Linked DNA regions of Astyanax mexicanus: region 2 is linked to region 1. A link is a contact called in public Hi-C data. All regions are on one chromosome and are shown on one strand. Each heading gives the region's core, a stretch centred on a gene start, on an enhancer-like site or on the middle of the called end of the contact. The rest is flanking DNA. Distances are from core to core; before and after follow the strand shown.

The links. A called contact is a pair of places that touch in the nucleus more often than the background predicts.
Region 2: a Hi-C map of muscle shows a contact between it and region 1, with 10 times the contacts expected there. The contact joins two enhancer-like sites. A contact is called at or near these places in 2 of 3 Hi-C or Micro-C datasets (both in muscle).

The regions. Positions count from the first base shown.
Region 1 is chr3:54,541,154-54,547,274 of AstMex3_surface, forward strand. LOC125799415 (a long non-coding RNA gene) reads left to right here. Exons shown (of 3, transcript XR_007438316.1): 2 at 2,326-2,403; 3 at 3,790-4,696. Among protein-coding and RNA genes, the nearest start is that of LOC125799415, 6.9 kb to the left of the region's middle. Within about 2 kb of position 3,893, the one cell type or tissue checked has an H3K27ac peak away from gene starts, as active enhancers do.
Region 2 is chr3:54,605,794-54,611,914 of AstMex3_surface, forward strand. It overlaps rnf216 (ring finger protein 216), which reads right to left. Exons shown (of 17, transcript XM_007247806.4): 15 at 3,167-3,389. Among protein-coding and RNA genes, the nearest start is that of fscn1a, 36 kb to the left of the region's middle. Within about 2 kb of position 3,213, the one cell type or tissue checked has an H3K27ac peak away from gene starts, as active enhancers do.

The DNA of each region.
Region 1 (6,121 bases), core at 2,643-5,142:
TTTTTTTATTGATTGGAATTTTAGTTTGCCAGAAAATACAGGAATCACAAGCTCACTGTTTGTGATAAAATATTGGTGTTTATATTAGTGTGTACTTTTTGCCATATTTTGTCATTATGAAATTTTCTCTCTGAGTGGTATTTAAAAGTGTTACATTTAATTTCCTCATGCCTGCAGATACCCTAAATAAAGCTAAGTTTATTTTCTAATATATATCTATATATCTAATATTGTTCTTATTAAATCTTCATCTTATTAAATTATTTAATCTTTCTTTTACTAACATAAAACAATGTATCATCAACTTCACAGGAGAAGAAAAATATTACTATACTATATATATATATATATATATATATATATATATATATATATATATATATATATATATATATATATATATATATATATATTACTATATATATATATATATATATATATATATATATATATATATATATATATATATATATTATCAGAATTAACAAAATTGACCATATCTTCTCATCCCCTTTAAAAACAAAAAAATAAGCATTAAATACATGAGGACAAAAAAACAAACAAAGGTATTGAACATAGCAATGCCTGTAGCCTATAAAAATAACCCATAATATTAAAACAGCAACAATACTAATCTTCACAGTCCTGGGAAGTGCATTATTATTGGTTTACACTTCTCATTTCATAAGTAGTTACAGAAAGTTGGGGAACCTGTAAAAGTGACAAAAAGTTTTAAAAGTTTCCCCAGATTGTTTAGAAAGTCCTTGTTTGCAACAATTACGGCCAGTCTACTGAACCTTATGTTGGCTTTAGTAATTCCCCTGTCTACTAAAAACAAGAAAAACTTTTGAAGATTCAATTTCCAGCCCACTGCTCTATTAATCACTGAATACTTTCAGCTCAGATAACTGAAAGTCATCTGATACTTTTAAACAATATGAAATCATTCAGGTCTCTTAGATCCATGGACTGGGTCAACAAGTAGACTAACAAGCCCAGACTAACCAGAATAACCAGGGTATAGCAGCATTTTGCTTTTTTATGGTGTTTACACCTTTGGACAAACTGCCAGAAGAGCTTAAATGTGCCCCAGCTGTAGCAATTTTTAAAACTAAATTAATGCCTATGATTGAGCACTATAACTTGCACTTTACCTTCATGTATATTTTTTCTTTATTTTCTATAAATATGTAAGGTAGGAACAAGTCAGAAAGTTTGCATTGCTTTGCATGTAGTTATCACATAGTAATCCATTCATCTGTCCATCTATCCACTGTTCACTTCTTCCTGGTAAGGGTTGCGGTTTGTTCAGAGCCTTCCTGGAATCATTGTGTACAAAAGAATATCTCATACATCAAATTCCTTACAGACAGAGACTGGAACAAGGATTGAGTCTTTGTACCCAAATGTTCTTAAAGATTTGAAGATGCTTTTAAACAATTTAGACATTTCAATTGTTAATTATTGTATATTCATCTGCAAATGTCCTGTCTGCTTAATACATATGCATAAGCAATGAATGATATTATACATATTTTAAATCAATAATGTTATTTAATTTAAATGTCTTGCAGGATGTTGTCTTCATATTTCACTGAGGTAAAGCGTATTCTGTCCATGCTGTTATGCTAAAATATCAGGGTAATTAAAGTAATTTTGGAAAATTAAAGTGATCAAGTGTCTAAAATTATGTGTCTATGAAAAAGAACAAAGACATAAAAAACAAAACATGAATAATTCAACCTGTTTGCAATTCTAGTACAACCATGATTTCATAAATCTGTCCAGTAGTTTGTGGAGAAGCATGATTGTATGTCCTATAGCAGGAGTGGCCAACCTTTCAAACACAAAGAACCAGAAACAAACAAAAAAAAAAGCTCTGGAAAAAATTAAGAGACCACTTCAGTTTCTGAATCAGTTTTTTTGATTTCGCTATTTATAGCTTTATGTTTGAGTAAAATGAACATTGTTGTTTCATTCTATGTTTCATTCTATATATATGCTGTTATGCTAAAATATCAGGGTAATTAAAGTAATTTTGGAAAATTAAAGTGATCAAGTGTCTAAAATTATGTGTCTATGAAAAAGAACAAAGACATAAAAAACAAAACATGAATAATTCAACCATGATTTCATCAAATGCCAATTTTCGCTATACTTGTTGTGCACCCTGTTATTGGTTTCCTGATAATGATAATGACCCACTGTCCCTTTTGACGCACTGTCCCTCTACATGTATTTCTGTGTTTATGTAAAGCACTTTGAATTGCCCCTGTACAGATGAAAGGTGCTACACAAATAAAAACTTGTCTTGTCCTCCTGTAGATGTTGTGTCTCAGTAAGGTCAGTAGGTGGAGTAGCAGAGCTCAGAGAAAGCTGCTTGTGAACACACTCCCTATATGCGTGAGTCACTGTTTGGCTGCTACACACCTTAACCCTTTCAGACCATGCAATTATTCTTTTTTTTTTTTTGCATATAACACTAATTAGGGCACATTGTTTATCTTAATAGACCATGAACCAGTAAATAAAAAAGTGTATAATACAATTAAACAATAGCTTAGCCCCACACACTGCACTGAAAAATAACATTCACCTCAGACATTAGGCCATGGCAGCACTAGAGCCAATAAGGCAAAGTAAGAGCTGATTTTCACTAATTTTATGTAATTTAGAACATTTTTCTGTCAAAATTAGGGATTTTTTTTTTAATTAAAAGGAATATCAATATCAAATATAAAATATAAAATGTTATCACAGGCCTCCAGTGCAATGAACATTAAAAAACAACAAATATTTTAGTTTACTGGATTTCTTTCATACATAAAGTTTATATTTGAATATTAGAGTCTTCTTTTATGTTCATCACAGACAAAAATTAGAAATTAGCAATGGTTTGTTTTTTCATCACTGGATCTTAATTCAGGTAGGAAAGAGTTAATAAACTGTGCCTCTGTATAATATTAATTTCTATTCATTATTACAATTTCACAATAACACAAAATCACTAGAACATTAAATCACACGAAATCACAAGAAATCCAACAGTACAATATATCAGGGAGGCCAATCAATCCACAAAAATATGTATTGCTAAATTATATGTTCATAATTGAAAATTACAGCTCTGGAAAAAATTAAGGGACTGCTTAAAAATGTAGAGTTTCTTTGATTTGACCAAATTTACCAATAACCATAAAATATAAGAATTTTTGCACCAGGAATGGCATAAAGTTATCCAAAAGCAGTGTATTAGACTGGTGGAAGAGGATGATGCCAATATGCCTAAAAACTGTTAAAAAAAAAACCAGGGTTATTCCACCAAATGTTGATTTCTGAACTCTTAAAACTTTATGAACATGATCTTGTTTTCTTTGCATTATTTGAGGTCTGAAAGCTCTGCATTTTTTTGTTATTTCAGCCATTTCTAATTGTCTGCAAATAAATGCTCTAAACAACAATATTTATATTTGGAGTTTGGGAGAAATGTTGTCCATAGTTATATATATATAGAATGAAACATAGAATGAAACAACAATGTTCATTTTACTCAAACATAAAGCTATAAATAGCGAAATCAAAAAAACTGATTCAGAAACTGAAGTGGTCTCTTAATTTTTTCCAGAGCTTTTTTTTTTGTTTGTTTCTGGTTCTTTGTGTTTGAAAGGTTGGCCACTCCTGCTATAGGACATATAATCATGCTTCTCCACAAACTACTGGACAGATTTATGAGACCAAAAAAAGCTGCATCGAGCACCATAAACCTGAATGATGTGTTCTGTTGTTTAGGTATCTGTGAAAATGACCTTCAGCGCTGACTGGACACAGACTCTCACGTTTGCATCAGCAGCTTTACCCTCAGATCCTGTTCCTCCATCCGTCACAGAGCCTCTCTGCCTCCCCATGCAGATCAATGGAGCAGGGGCTGCGGTGTAAGGTGAGACTTGGCCCAGGTTTATGCAGCCTGCACTGTGCTTTATATTATGGTGGTATTTGTGCTTCATTTTCAGTCATGTAGAATTTTTGGGAACCGAGGGATAACATTCTCCTGACTCACGGTCAAAAATAGCAGTGAAACTCAGAGAGGAAGAGGAATATTCACGATATGGTTTAAAATAGGACATGGAGGAAATGAGGGTAAGGATATGATGCAAATTCATAGCTAAAGCTTAAGACATGCACGCTGCAGATGCAGATAAATGGTAAGAAAAGCAGCTCTTCTACAGATCAGAGCACAATTCTTCTGCAGTGCATAATGATTATATAAAATAACATTACATTTGGCAGATGCTTTTGTCCAAAGAGACTTTATGTACAAATATTGATGTACATATAATGTACATCAAACCTGGGCCAAGTCACTTTTTTTTTTTTTTTCTCACTTTTGTTTTTATCTATTATTTATTTGATATTTATTCACTGTTACTCTTGTGCAATAATACTGGTCCACCCTACCATAATCATATCTCTATGCACTAGATGTATATATATATATTTTTTTTTTCTTTTACTATATATAATTTTTTAAACTCTTTATATATTTTCCTACAATAGGTTTTCTGTATATATAGATTTATCATTATTTGTATTTACCTTTTCCTGACCTGTTTCTCTGTCCTTTACTCTGCACTGCTGTAACATGGTAAATTTCCCCATTGTGGGATTAATAAAGGATTATCTTATCTTATCTTATCTTATCTTAGTAATAGAGGACATAGAAGTTCAAGATAAAAAAATATATTTTTAGACAGGGCCTAAAGGAGGCCAAAGGGAAATAGTGGGAAAAAGGAGAAAAGGAGGGGAATCAGGAAATGAAGTTAAAGTTAGTTAGTTTGTTAGAGGTGTTAGGAGAGTAAGTGCAGTTTGAAGAGCTCTGTCTTTTTCAGAATTTCTTAAATGTAGTAGAGGTTCTACTCCTGCTCTGGTAGTAGAACATATAAAAATCAAAATAAAGCATCCAGTGCTAACCGCTAACACCTGTGGTATTGCAATGTAAAACCCTTAGAAACAGGCAGGCTGGCATCACAATTTTTTTTCACAGAGAGAAATGAAGATGAAAAATCACAAAAACTTTATGTTTAAGTTAATTTTCTGCTGCACACAAGAAAAAAACAGAACCCTAGCAACCTTCCAAGTTTATTTTTGTTTTTACTATTTAAATCACGAATAGTCAACTAACTAATTTACTAGTCGACTACTTTTATTTATAACCAGTTGCAACCTCTAGGCAGTGACCACTTTGTTTCTACTTGCTGGTGCTGAGTTTCCGAATGGTTCTTTGTTTTTCCACCACAAAATCACAGGTTCTCGGCCAGAAAAGTGGGTGCCGTTCTAGCCCCACAATCTTGCTGATCTGGAACCAGTGAACCTGTTATAGATAGATAGATAAATAAATAAATAAATAAATAGATAGATAGATAGATAGATAGACAGACAGACAGACAGACAGACAGACAGATAGATACTTTATTGATCCCCGAGGGGAAATTTTGGACATCCAGCAGCGGGTATACACAGTACACAAACTAACTAGAGTGAACAGAGTGAAAACGTGTCACAGAGTCTTCAGTTTGCTGTGCTGAGAGGAGTTGAACCGTCTTATGGCCTGAGGGACAAAAGACTTTCGGAGTCTGTCAGTGGAGCAGGACTGGGACAGTAGTCTGCCACTGAATGAGCTCCTCTGCCTGGTGATGGTGCTGTGCAGAGGATGGTGAACATTGTCCATGATGTTCAGTAGCTTGCTGATGCATGATGCAAGCGGCCAAAGGAAGGGGCATTCAAACGTCACTGTTGCAGAATTGTTATATATAAATTGTTAATACAAACTTTACGGCCATTTTTTTAGCTAAGAGTAGCAGAAGCAGCTAAAACTGAAAACGAATCAACAATGGTCCACCAAAGAATCTAACGCACTGACACATTTTGACTTGGATTCTGGGGTTAAGCATTTACATAATATAAACCAGTTGATCGTATTGGGTTATACCTTTTAATTTGATACTCCTTCCAGTAATGTAGGCCAATTTTAGACAAACATGGTTACTGAATACTGGAATGGCACCTTATTATTATTCGATTGGCCATTGCAGTTCTTCTCTACAGAGTTAAGGAAAGTCAGCAA
Region 2 (6,121 bases), core at 1,963-4,462, 64 kb after region 1:
GCCTAACTGCTGCTTTAGCTCAGCATTTCCTAATCCTGGTCTTAAGAGTTATACTGAAGTACAGTTTAGATTCTCTGCCCGAGCCCGACAGGAGCTGAGGAAAGTGGAGGAAAATCTCATCCCGACCTGGACTGAACGGAGTTTCACTCCTAATAAAAAGTTTTCTTAAATAATAGGTCTATGCTTCTTTCATGTTACACTGTTCACTAACATTATTCTGAACAGATTTCACTCATTCATTTAACCCCTTAACAGGCCAGGATTTTTCTCAATTGTCTGCCTGACATTACACTACTAAATCTTGAGGATTGGAGGGTGGAGTCGTGCTATATTTTTGGAGCACAATCTAAGATATACTAACTTGCACATTTTAGTATGTTTCCTGCTTTAAAATGCATGTATCAACTTAGTAAATTGTTGTTAATGAACATATTAACATTAGCAGCATTAAATGACTTCTGACAACAATTAGCCATTTGCACAGCACGTATATTGGCTCTTTAACAATCAAAGCCCCTGGTCATTTTCTGCACTACTGGGGGGCTAAACTGATTAGCTTAAGAATGCTCCTGTGTGAATTATAAATGTGGTGCCTCACAGTCCGTCCTCGGTCATTATTCTGCTCTGATTTGCTAATAGCTCTGCAGCAGGCACCGGGCTTATCCATTACATAGCCTTGGGCTAACACATGAGGATTCGGCCAAGTAGCTGCAGGATTCATGTGACAGACTTCTGGCCTTTCAGAGGCCAGCGGTGGACATTACCATATGTTGCGTTGCTGAGGAGCTCGCTCAGTTTATAGAACAGTCATAGCTCAAAGCCTAAATGAGTTCTGGTGTATATACACAGTGCCATCATAAAGCTGGAACTGGCTCTGATCGTATCCAGATGTGTTTATCTGGCAGCTCAAGCACTTGGAACAATGGGAGAAGCTCAGTGGCCATGTGGATCGTGTTACAGCACTTATGTAATGGGCTTCACAGAAGACGTTACAGGCCCAGTGAGTATTTACCTGATTGGAGAGACCCAGTGAGCACTAAACAGAGAGAGTGAATGAGGCTTATAGAGGGACGCAAGCTCTCTGTAACTCAAGAGCAGCTCTGGGACAGAAACAGAAGCAGATAAAAGTGGGCGCACTGCTTGCTGCAGCATCTTTGGAATCGCTTTACTTAATGGAATAGTTTGGCCAGAATTCAAAGTGACACTTTCCTCTTAAGGAAAATGTAGTTAATCAGGATTAACTACTGTAATTTATGTATATTTTTAAGCTATGCAGCACTTACGTTGCCATTTTTATAGGTACGACATATCTCAATGTGTCAGAATCACATTTGCAAGTCAATTGAGAAGACCTAACATCTCAGTGTAAACTAAGGCAAGGGTGTAATGGAATGCTTTTGATCAGTACAATGAATTGTAAGCTTCCAATACTTGTTTGTTACACTGATGGTCTAGATGCAAACTCCAGACACAAATCAAAACAAATGTCTTGGTTAGAAGATTACATTTTAAGTACATTTGCATGAAATGGGCAAAATTTACTGCTGCTTTTTAGAAGCATGTTTAAAGTGGAGGTGTTCATCAGGCTTTTTAAAACAGACAAGTAGATAGTAGATAAGATTAGACACCACTGGTTTAAACAATACATTCACCTACAAAATCAGTGGGTCTCCCATCCTCTCAGCATGTTTAAAAAATCATTTTAATAACTTTTTCAATAATTTATGTGTAGAAGCAGAGCTTATTGAGGTGCAAGCGCAGTAGAAATCAACCAATCCAAGGATCTTATGCTTTAGATGCCAGAAACCAATGGGAGTGTCAACATTTAAAAGGTTGACAACCAACGCTATATAAATGACCCCATTTTCACCACAATTTGAAGAACATATTACTAGTAATGCCCCCAGCACTAGCACTTGGAAGCTGCAGACAAGCACATGCAGCCTCAGATGCATAAGAAAACAACCACTACCTCTTTTCAGACTGCTACTATTTGTAGCTTTACTGGCTGGTCAGTGCACTCTGAGGAAAGAGCCGGATCTCCAGCTCTGATACATCAACTGCCTGTATCAGATGCCTGTGCTGACCAACATTACACCAACATTGTGCTCTCTTGGAGTCCGGCTGCTGATGGAAAGTGATTTGAACAGGCGACGGAACTGGATCACTTTATTTTTAGGCATTTATATAAAAGCTGCATTAAACAGACACTGCTGGACAAATCATTTGTTTTATCTAAATGTGTGTATTAGACCCGGCCCGAGGAAAGTGCTGGGAAATCTCAGGTCAGGCCAGGCAGTGAATCTAAGTTCTAAGGGAATATAAGGGTCAGGCTCTGTTTTTTAATGTATTTTTATTTTATATAAAGCTATGGTGTGATAATCACACAATAGTAAAGTAACAAATCAAACTGTGTTTAAAAAAATGTTGCACAAGTTAGAATGTTTTAATAGCATAGCCTTATTACTGTTTTATGCATTTTGCATGTAAGCTATATGTTCAAAATAAAAAAATGTTTTGTTCAAAAAGTATTTTATATTTTTAAACATTGTTAATTAGTTCAGAGTAGACGAAAGTCATTGTAAATGATGTTATTGTTCTTGGTCTATTTAGGTTAATGAGTGTGCAGTGCATGGTCTTATTGTTGTTCTGTGTGTTTTGCACTAAGGCTATTTGTTGAAAAATAAAAAATAGTTTGTTTAAAATGTGTTTTATTTTCTTAGACATTGTTTATTATATTAGAGTTGACAGGGAGATTGGTTCTTAATAAACATTTTTATTAAATAATAATGGGTCTATGCTTCTTCAGTGTTGCAATGTTAATTAACATCTTTCTAAACAGATTTGGCTCCTTCACTCATACAGTCCGAAAATGTTTTTTTTTTTTTTTTTTTAAACTTAGTTTTACCGCTCTACTTATTTAAAAATGTGGGTTTAAATCGGCTCAAGCTCACGAAAACAGTTTATGGAGCGGGTCGGGTCGAGCTTGGGCAGAACGTGCATGTGCACAGGCTCGAGCCGGGTCGGGCTGGATTTTTTGGGCTCGATCTAAACTCTAATGTTTATACACACAGGTCAAGTTTGCTCAGGTGTTGGAAGGGTCAACCATACTACCATGCTTTGGAAGAGACAATTGCCCATGTACGTGTGTGTGTCGAGAGTTTACCGTAGGGTCTGTCCACAGCGAACACTTCTTGCAGTGGCGGCAGGGGGCGCCGGGTGAGCGGGCATGCTGGCAGAAGTGGTTGTAACCATTGATGGGCTCACGGCAGAGGTAGCACATGAAGGCGCCGCAACGGCAGGACATTCGGTTGCAGCCCTCCGATTTCACCAGGCCCGTGGAACACTTATGGCACTTTCTGACACGGGCTGCCGTCATCCTCTCCTCACTGTGGCAAAATAGACAAAAAAGACATGATTTTACATGTTTTATATGAATGTACGACATGGCAGAAGCTCTGTAATCATTTTGCAGAGTGTAGTGCATAGTTTAGAAAAGGGTTGCTAGGAAAATAATGTAGCTTTGTGTGTTTAATTTAACCTCTCGGTGGGCTCGCTTCCTGTGAGAGGAAAAGAAAAGGTGTCAAGGACTGAGGGTAAACAGGATATGCTGTCTTTAGACCTGCTGCTTCCTCCAGAAAGAGATAGGAAGGAAGCCACAATGCTTCACATCCTGACCAGACCAGGAAGCGACGGACCATGATAGCCTGCAGCCCCACTGAGCATATTTATACAGGCCTGCAGTGTCATGTAGTCTTGCTTATCAAAGCGGAGCACTGCTCGTGCGCAAAAGGGCACCAACAATCCAAACTGGCTAAACGGTCCTTTTAACATTTGCACTTTTAGCAATAATCAAATAGAAAGGGGTTAAGTGTAAACACAAGTTGTGAACTAACATTAACCTGCCAATTTGCCGGCACAAGGCTCATTACAAGTAGCAATTTACACCTGGAAGCACCAGAACTCAGATTTTGTAGTCAGAAAGTCGTGGAAAGTCTTATCAACCCTAAGTTTAGATTTCAAGATTGCTGCCCTTAACATCAGCCATAGTAAAAACAGTAGTATTAAAAAGTTTTATTATCACTTCTTTCCATGTGTGCATCCTTAAATTTGTTGTACACATGGTACTGTCCACTTTCTATATGTGGACATGTTTCCAGTGTGTTTAAAGTAAGAGAACTGGTCAGTTAGTGCCGCAGAAGGTAAAAGCTAAACATGGAGGGGGAGCGTTCAGCTACTACACTGCGCTTAAATGGAATCAGTTGTTAGAGAGCGTTAGAAGAGCCCCAACATTAGACGTTTGTTTAAATCCAGACTGAAATCCTTTATGTTTGAGCAAGTCTTCAGCTCAGTTTTAAAAATTGCAGCTCCGCACACTTTTATTCTGTAACAGCATATATATATATATATATATATATATATATATATATATATATATATATATATATATATATATATATATATATATATATATATATAATGTTTGAATCATGTTTTATTCATTCTTTATTTTTATTTCAAATTCATAGTTGTTCTTTTACATGTGAATCCTGCCTCAGGCTCTTGCCACTGTCACTCAGTATCAATTTTCAGTTCCGGATGTCTGTGAATCTATAAATAATAGATATAAATACACTTCCTTCGAAACTTGATTACTCTTGAACACAAGCTCATGCAATGTTTTTTTTTTCTTGGATACTGAAAACTTCACAGTAAATACTAAAATGGCACAGAAACATTCTGCTTTGCCAGCAATGCTGTACTGCTTTTGCACAACAGCATCACACGAGGGGAATATTTCACAGCTTCTCTCGCAACTAGAATCACGCAGACAAACTTTTTACTCACGAAAACTAAACGCCAGGATTTCTAATGCACTTTACTTTTTAAGCTGAGTTTAGGAATAGAATAGAATAAGAAATTTCATTGTTTATCTCTGTAAACTGTTGCAGCAGGTAGTGTGTGTGTGGTGTCATATGGATCCAGAGGTCTGGGACTGAGGGTCTGATACTTGCACTGGGGTCTGTCTGTGAGGAGTTTGGTGTTTTCTCTCTGTATCTGTGTGGTTTTCTTTTGGGTGCTCTGTTTTTATTTAATATTTTTTTTAAAACACACATGGCAGGTGGATTGCTAGGATAACATTTCCCTAGATCTGAAAATTTCTTGTAGTCCTGCCTTGCACTTAATGATTTTAGGTAGGCTCCACAACCACTGTGACAGTCAGAAAAGAGATGGGTAAGAAAATAGATGGATGGATGAAGGAACTAAAAAAAAAACAGCACATCTGCAGAAAATGTTTCAACATGTAAATGTGTGTAAAATAAGTTTGAATGAGGCACAATTCTCTATTTTACCCATCTGTTTATAAATATGCCTGAACTTTGTGAAATAGGGGTGGGGCAAAATACCGTGAAATCGGTTGATAGATTCCTGGTATTTGCTTATTTAGGAGTATTTTGTGTGGAGTATTGCAGATTCACAGTAATGTATGATATATGTTTTCATGATTTAGAATCAGGAATTTCTTCACCAGTATAAATAAAATCAAATCATATCAAATCTTTTTGCACTGCCTGCCCCAAAAAAAAGTCACCACCTGTATTTAACTAAAATTAAATGATGTGGGGTTGATGCTGTAGTTGGTCTGCAGGTCTAGGTTCAGCAACAGTATGTGCTAAAAGAATGAGGTCAGCTGATTATCTGAATATACTGAATATAGACCAGGTTATTCCATCAATGGATTTTTTCTTTTTGTATTCCAAGATAATACCAGGATTCATGGTGCTGAAATTGTGAAAGAGTCCAGGGAGCATGAGATCATCATTTTCACACATGGATTGAGAGAGTTCACCACAGAGTCCAGACTTTAACCTCATTGAGAATCTTTGGGATGTGCTGGATGGAGAAGAGCTGCTTTGTGCAGCGGTTGGTCAGACTCTGCCATCATCAATGCTGCTGCAAGATCTTGGTGAAAAATTAATCCAGCAACACTGGATTTAAATAAATCTTGTGACATTGCAGAAGCTTATTAAAACAATGCCACAGTGAATGTGTGCTGCAATCAAAGATAAAGACGGTCCAACCAAATATTAGAATGTGACCTATTTTTTTTAGTGTAGAT